Linked DNA regions of Arachis hypogaea: region 2 is linked to region 1. Evidence: chromatin contacts called from public Hi-C data. All regions are on one chromosome and are shown on one strand. The core of a region is the stretch at or near the end of the contact, and the rest is flanking DNA. Distances in the headings are between cores, read along the strand shown.

Region 1 (3,675 bases), core at 131-2,630:
TTCCTATTCTTTTTGTGTCTTATATTTCTCACAAATACAAAGCAGTAATGGCCAGTAATAGTCCATACATAGTAAGGGCAGAGAGGCGCAGTCACAGCTGGCGGCTGGATGCCGATTCTCACAGAGACTCTTGGCCGACATTGAGAAGAACAAAGAAGGGATACCGAAGATGCGTGTCATTCATTGTGATAGGCGGGTCTCTGTGTTTGTTGTGGAGGAGTTAGAGCCGTTCGAGGAAGGGGGGAGGTTCCTTCTGTGTTCGGCTATTGGAAGGTACATGTGATTGTGTCCTATTCCAATCTCTCCACTATTCGTACCGTCAGGCACTTGCCGGGTGCGCCGCAGCTAGCATTGAGTGGGCCCCGTATGTGCATCATATGTACAAACAGGAAGCTGTGTTCAAGGTGTACGAGATGGAGTTTTCCCCTATCTTAGACGAGTCGATGTGGGCGGAGTGGCATGTGACGAGGCTGCGTCCTAACCCAGTCATGCGTCGAAAGGCGACTGGAAGGCCCGTGTCCACCAGATTCTGGAATAACATGGACGAGACCGAGCAACATGAGAAGCGGTGTGGCCTGTGTAGGCAAGTCGGTCATTCAAGAAGGGGATGTCCTAATCAGCCCACGGGAGATGTCTAGGTCGTACTAGGCTTCTATGTTTACTGTAGTTGGCTTGTGTTGTTCTTTTTTTTGTAGTGTGATATTTTATGTTCTAGTAACTTTGGATGTGTAATATTTTAACCTCGAATGAAATATTTTATGATTCAGTGAATTTTTCTTAACTACGGTAGTAAGATATACAGAAATACTCATAAGAAGAACACCATCATAAATAACAATATACACAACTACAGTCCAACTAAAGTACAATCCAACTAAAATCCAAAAGTACATACTTAAGTTTAATCCAACTAAAGTACATACATAAACTTAATGCAACTAAAGTACATACAAAACTATAGTCATCATCTCTGGTGGGGATCCTGGTAGTGGTACATGTGCCCGGTGCCACATGGCGGAGGCTGAGCTTGGCACTGAAGTCGATATGATCGAGGATCTACGCCTAGGCAGTCGGATCCTGGTGAATCTGAGCACGATACGGCTGGAGGGGTCCGGACGGTGGAGCTGTGGCATACTGATGTAACTGAAGCTGAGTCTGGGAATGAGGAGCTGCCGGTGGGTCACCTAAGGTTGGGACTGAGTCAGGTACATTCCATAATCGTGGGAGGGGGTGTCGTGTGCTGGCTACCTGGTCGACGACCTGTCCCGTATGACGAGCCAGAAGCCGGTGAAATCTGGGAAATCCAGGAGGAGGTGTGGGTGGGAGCTGATGGGTGCTGCGAATCCCTGATGCCAACTTCCCTGCCTATGCAGAATGACTCGGCTAACCGATCCATCGTGACGGGCAGGACAGTGTGAATAGGGATGGCAGCAGTTCCCGTACCTGCGGGTACCCGCCCCGCCCCTACCTGGTCGGGGCGGGTTTGAACCCGACCCAGAGCGGGACGGGTCTGAATCGTGGCGGGTTGATGAGCGGGGCGGGGCGGGGTAGGGTTCAGGCTAAACCCGCCCCGGAGTATATATATATATATAACTTTTTAGCAATTAGGGTTAGTTTGGAGAAACCTCAGTTCTCACCGTCACTCACTCAATTAGGGTTAGCAACCTTTTTCTCAGTTCTCACTTCCTCTGTTCCTCAGCTCTTCTCCAAGACCATAGTGAGTCCTCTCATCACTCTCAGTTTCTCTTCACTTCACGTCTTCACCCTCAAAAAGAACAGAGCTCTTCCTGTTTCCCCCAAAAAAACCCTAGCCTCCTCCACCGCCGCCGCCGTCCGTCGCGCCCAAAAGCTTCGTCTGTTCGTCGTGCTCCAGCCCCTCTCCTCGTTCCCATGTTCCTCGTTCGTTCTTCTCGCTGCTCAGTCGCGCTTTGCCCGCCGTCTCTCGTCGTGCTCGTCGCCGTCGTCCGTCGTGCTCATCCCTCGAAGATAATGGCTTCTTGTCCGTCGTGCTCGTCGAAGCTTCTTCGTTTTTTTTATTTTTTTCAGAAATCATATTCAAATACTGAATGATTAGCTTTAGATCTGCGCACTGCTGTAGTTCTTCATTTTTTTATTTTTTGTTCAGAAATCATATTAACAATCCTCAATGCTCACTGCTCACTGGTCAGTGGTCACTCCTCATTCCTCAATGTTCAGAAATCATGTTTTGTTCTTCGTTTTTGAATTTTTAATGGCTACTCTGAGTTTGTTTTGTTCAGAAGTCATTTTTTTGTGCTCAATGCTCATGCTCTTAAGTGTTGCTCTATTTTTGTTCTGATTGATTTTTGACTCTGATTGCATGTCAATTGAACTCTACGCTATGAGAACCGTGTGTTTGTTTATTAAAACTTAAAAGGAGAATGAGACTTGTAATTGAAACAGCTTGTTTGGGTTGAATCACAAACTGTTCTGTTTTCTTTGTTACCAAAATATGCACTTGGAAAAAAGCTTGAAAAATTGAAGTTGTTTTGGCTTCTTTGTTGATTGGTTATAGGTAGAAGTTGTTTTGGCTTCTTTATCATTCTTATGCATTCTGGATTTTGATTTTATTCTGATTTTACAATTGTCATGGTGTTCTAATTGTGGAGAGAATCACAAACTACATACTGTTCTGTTTCTTTGGTTAACAAAATATGCACTTAGTTTGATGTTGATGTTAATTTTGATGTCATTGAGTTCCTTCAGCCTCATCACAATTTACAACTTTTGGAGATTTATGGATACCTTAACTCCACATTCCTAAGATGGATTTCAGATCCTTCATTCAATAATCTTAGCTCAATTACTTTGGAGAAATGTGTCTGTGAACAGTTTCCAAAGTTTGGTGTATTACCTTCTCTAACTTAGTTGGAATAAAGCTTAAAAAATTGAAGTTATTTTGGCTTCTTTAATCAAGGAAATATGCTCATGGTGTTCTGGTGCATTTATGCTTTGAATTATCATTTTTATGCATGTTTAATTTTGATTTTATTCTGATTTTTGTAATTGTGCATTCTTATTTGAGGTTTTTCTTTTTTTCCTTTTTTTTTTAAGGTTGAAAAATTGTTAGGTTAGTTTTGAAAAATTGTGCATTTTGATTTTGAGGTTTTTCTTGTTTTCGGTATGTAAATTAAAAATTCTAATTATTGTACACTTAAAATCGGTTTGATTGCCTTTTCACTAATTTGCTTTTTTTTTTCTTTTTAAATTTCTAGAAAAAGTACTTTTGTTTTTCTCATGGAAATAATATCCAACAAACTAGTAAAATAACGAATTTTAATTTACAAGAGGAGCAAATACTCTAACTTAAAATTTTAGAATTTGTAATGTTGATAAGTTTTCTACAACCTATTATAGGATTTTAAAGAAAGTGAATGCATACATTTGGCTCGACTACTTTAATTGTGCATTCTGATTTGGTTTATTCTGATTTTTTTTCTCATCGTGCAAAGCTCAAACAAGACATAATTGAAGCTTTGATGTGTGGTCAAAGTTGGTTGTGGACACCTTTGGGAAGTAAAGGTGATATATTGATTAATCTTCGTTTATGTTAATTTTTTCATAGTACCAATTAATTTGTTAATTGTTATCTCTTTTAATTTTCAGATTTAAATCTTGATTTGCAAACTTTTAATGATAATGAAGATGTTAAAAGTG
Region 2 (3,709 bases), core at 1,037-3,536, 83 kb before region 1:
CACTTTAGCCTCCCCCAGCATTGACAAGCATTGATCCCACTCCTTAAGTTCCTCCTAATGAAAGCAAAACAACAACAAACATGAATGCTATTGCTAAACTAAACTATAACAGCTTCCCAAAACAAAACCATTGCTACTTTAATCAAAATATGAATTATTAAATAATATCAACAAAACTGGCTTGAAAAATTTAACTTTGATAAACTATCAATCCAAACTATCTATTGCCACATGTGCAAAAATATTCAACTTCACACTCACTGCTTCAAAAAGTCTCATATATAGAGGTAGAAGATATCATTACATAATTATACAAACCCCTTTATAATGATGGTATGTCATAAATCATAAATCACAAATAGTCTGTAATTTCATTAAATAGGCGATTTTGGAGGAGAGATAGTTTACAAGGCACTTGGCGGCGAGGTATCGGAATTGGAGATCACGGAGGACAATCTTGGAGGCATTAAGGAGGTGGAAGGCGCGGCGGTAGTGACGGCCAAGGAAGAGCGCCTGTGCCTGCATGTAGATATCAGCAGGGTCATTGGTGAAAGCAGCCACCTTGTCAGCGAAGAAGATGGCCGACGTATAAAGGTGCTTGGTCACACAGTCCCTCACTACTCCACGAAGCCTTTCAATCTCTTCCTCCCTCATTCTTCCAACTATTTGATTCAAATCAATTAGGGTTTGGTATTCACTTTAGCAAAATGAGTGCAACAGAGAGTGTGCTACGTATGTGAAATTGAAATTTGAGGGGGAGCTAAGCTCTTTTCCACTCTTTTGGTATCTATGCTACTCAAAACCTGCATTTGATTGTTAAAGAAATTAAATTTTGATTGCCAATTTAAACATGATATTAAAAGAAAAAAAATTATAAACAATGTTCAAAACAGTAAATACAGAAAGTAACATTTCAAAGAAAGATAACAAGTATATCAATACTCAATACTCTTAATTGTTATTATCCTATTCCGCAACATATGCAAGCTATAATGTACAAATACTTCGTTTCTTCTCAAATATCTGTACCATAGGCGTATCTGCATCATATACTATTAAATTAAACTTCCTAATTGTGACTATAGTTTTGATAAAATGGCCATATTTACATATTCCTATTTGTGCAAAACGGAAGGCCAGACTAGCTAGCATTAATTCTCTTACAAGAAACTAGTATAACTTGGAAAACAACAATGATAAAGCAATGAAGAGATTCTATTAGTTCCTAATAAACAAAACAATTAGATCAAAACTAAGGGTGAATTTTCAGTATTAAGGAATCAACTGTGTCCCTTGAATCTCCAATTCAATTATACCAGTAATCCAAAGAGTTGACTTACTATACAATGAATGAGTGCAGAAATAGAAGGAAAGATGAAGAGGTACCAGAGGGCAGAAAAAGAGTTAGTTTTCTTGTTCCTGCGAGTGTGAGCATGCGCTGACGCTGCGGAAATCCTTTTGCTGGTTCAGATTGCCATTTTCCTTCTCAGTTCTGATAAAGAACATTGACAATTGAGAAAGATTATCAACACAACGCGAGTGAAGAGTGAACATTGACAATTGAGAAAGATGATCAACACAGCAGAGCCACAAAACACACAACAGCACACCAAAACCCACAGCAGCAGCAGCACAGCCAGAAAATTAATAGCAGCACAAAATTAATACTACCAACAGCATTCAGCATTCAGCAACAAACAACATTTGATTTGATTTCCGTTTTTAGCATTCAGCAACAAACATTACAAAACAGCAACAAGTAATCCCTAATCACACTAAACCTGAAATCAATAAAGCTAAACAAAAATTTCAATAATGATTTAATTTCCATTTTTAACAGTAGCAAGAAAATTTCAACAAAAATTTCAGGAATTTAAAAAAGAGCAGCAGCACAAAATCAATTATTTGATTTTCCATTAATCCATTCACAATTTCACATTCAAAAATCAGCAAACAGAGCATAAAAGGAAGAGAAGAACCCGAAGAAGTGAAAGCAGTGCTACTAACCTTCTACGGAGACACGGACGGCGACCGGCGAGACGACGGCGACCGGCGACACGGCGGCGAGCTGCTCCAAGTTCGAGAGAAGCCAGGGAGGACGGGGACAGGGGGAAGGAGGACGCCGAGCTACAAGAGAGGGCCTGGGCTACAAGAGAGGACGCGGAGGCGCCGACAGCACGGACGGCGGCGGCACTGCGGCAGAACCTAGGGTTTTGGTTGGGTGATTTTGAATTTTGATTCAGGTTCAGACGGATAGTGAGTGAGGGGAAGGGGGGATGAGTGAGTGAGGGCTAACGTTGGGTTTTTTCTTTTTAAATAACGAAAACGACGCCGTTTCACAAGAACCGGTCGGTTCCCGGTCCGATCCAACCGACCGGTTCAGAGGAACATTGAGAGAGAGAGCGGGAAAAGAGAGGTACGCATACGCTAACGCTATGGTATTGGTATCAAATCAATGCATCGCTAGGGTTAAAAAAAAAAACAACATGAAATATAATTTAAATTTAAATTATTTATAGTATGATACCCTGAAATATTTCGATTTTGCCAACTAACTTGCCAAACCAAACCAATAATCAAACAATGGACAAAAGTTAGGAGTGGAATATCTACTAATTATTAAGCTGAGAAAAAGTAATTTTTAATATTTTTAAAAAAATAATTATACATAAATTATACGAGAGTAGATTGGTATCCAATTTTTTTAAATATTTTTTATTAAGGATAATCTATTAGAAATAATTATTTTGTTATTTTCATGACTTGAGCCTAAAACTTTTTATGTAAGTTGAAAAAGCTTTTCATGTCAAGTTAATTCTATTATTATTTTTTTAGCATATATTTGATATACTTGTTAAGCTAATTGTAATATTGTACCTATAATATTAAAATTGGACCAAATTGATTGCTTCGATTATAAAATCGATGAATAAGTAATCTAACTAAGGCTCAAATCAAGTGGATAAGGTTTGGATTATTCAATTTTAAATTGAATTGAATGGAAAAGAATTGCCAAATTGAATTGAATTGAATTGAATGGACGCAGGTATTCTGAATTGAATTGAATGAATTGATAATCTATAAATTCTAGACGCAGGTGTTTTAAATTTGATTTTATATATACAATATTTGGTTCATTTAGCATTGTACATTGGTTTCACTTTGACTTATATTTTCAGTTCATTCTATAGGTAGGTGTTCGAATTTGAATTTATATAATGGACAATGTTCGATTCATTTAGTATTATACAATGGCTTTGCTTTAATAATATTTTCGATTTATTCTGTAGTCCAGGTTTGTCGTGGATGAACAATTTGTCCTAAAGGTCGGGATAACTTTCAAGACATTGGAAGAAGCTGGAAAGTTCTACAAAGATTATTCTAAACTTGCCGGTTTTTCTATCAAAATAAGGAACACAATTCGAAAGGGAGATGAGATTAAGAATCAACTAATCGTATGCAGTAGAGAAGGGAAGTGGAAATTCAAGATATCTCCAACTCTGAAGACAAACCCCTCAGTCGAAATAAACTGTCCAGCCAGGATTTACGTACATATATTGAAGGACGTCGATCTTTGGACAATTTCAAAAATTGTTCTGAACCATTCACACCCTTGCTATCTAGACCGAGCAGAGATGCTCAAATAACACAGAGAGCTAAGCATGTTTATGCATCGCACCATTGAAAACAACGAGGAAGTCGGAATCAG

Evidence for each region. Hi-C and Micro-C count contacts between places; a contact is called where the count stands out from the background.
Region 2: a contact with region 1 is called in a Hi-C map of leaf, with 2.3 times the contacts expected there. The contact joins the promoter of LOC112771823 here to the enhancer-like site in region 1. A contact is called at or near these places in 2 of 8 Hi-C or Micro-C datasets (both in leaf).

Annotation. Positions count from the first base shown.
Region 1 is chr18:35,150,351-35,154,025 of arahy.Tifrunner.gnm2.J5K5, reverse strand. No RefSeq gene overlaps it. Among protein-coding and RNA genes, the nearest start is that of LOC112772380, 12 kb to the right of the region's middle. Within about 2 kb of position 1,380, at least 1 of the 3 cell types and tissues checked has open chromatin away from gene starts, as enhancers often do.
Region 2 is chr18:35,233,903-35,237,611 of arahy.Tifrunner.gnm2.J5K5, reverse strand. It overlaps LOC112771823 (anaphase-promoting complex subunit 6), which reads right to left and starts at 2,286. Exons shown (of 18, transcript XM_029295181.2): 1 at 2,008-2,286; 2 at 1,387-1,492; 3 at 409-803; 4 at 1-54. The coding sequence starts at 654.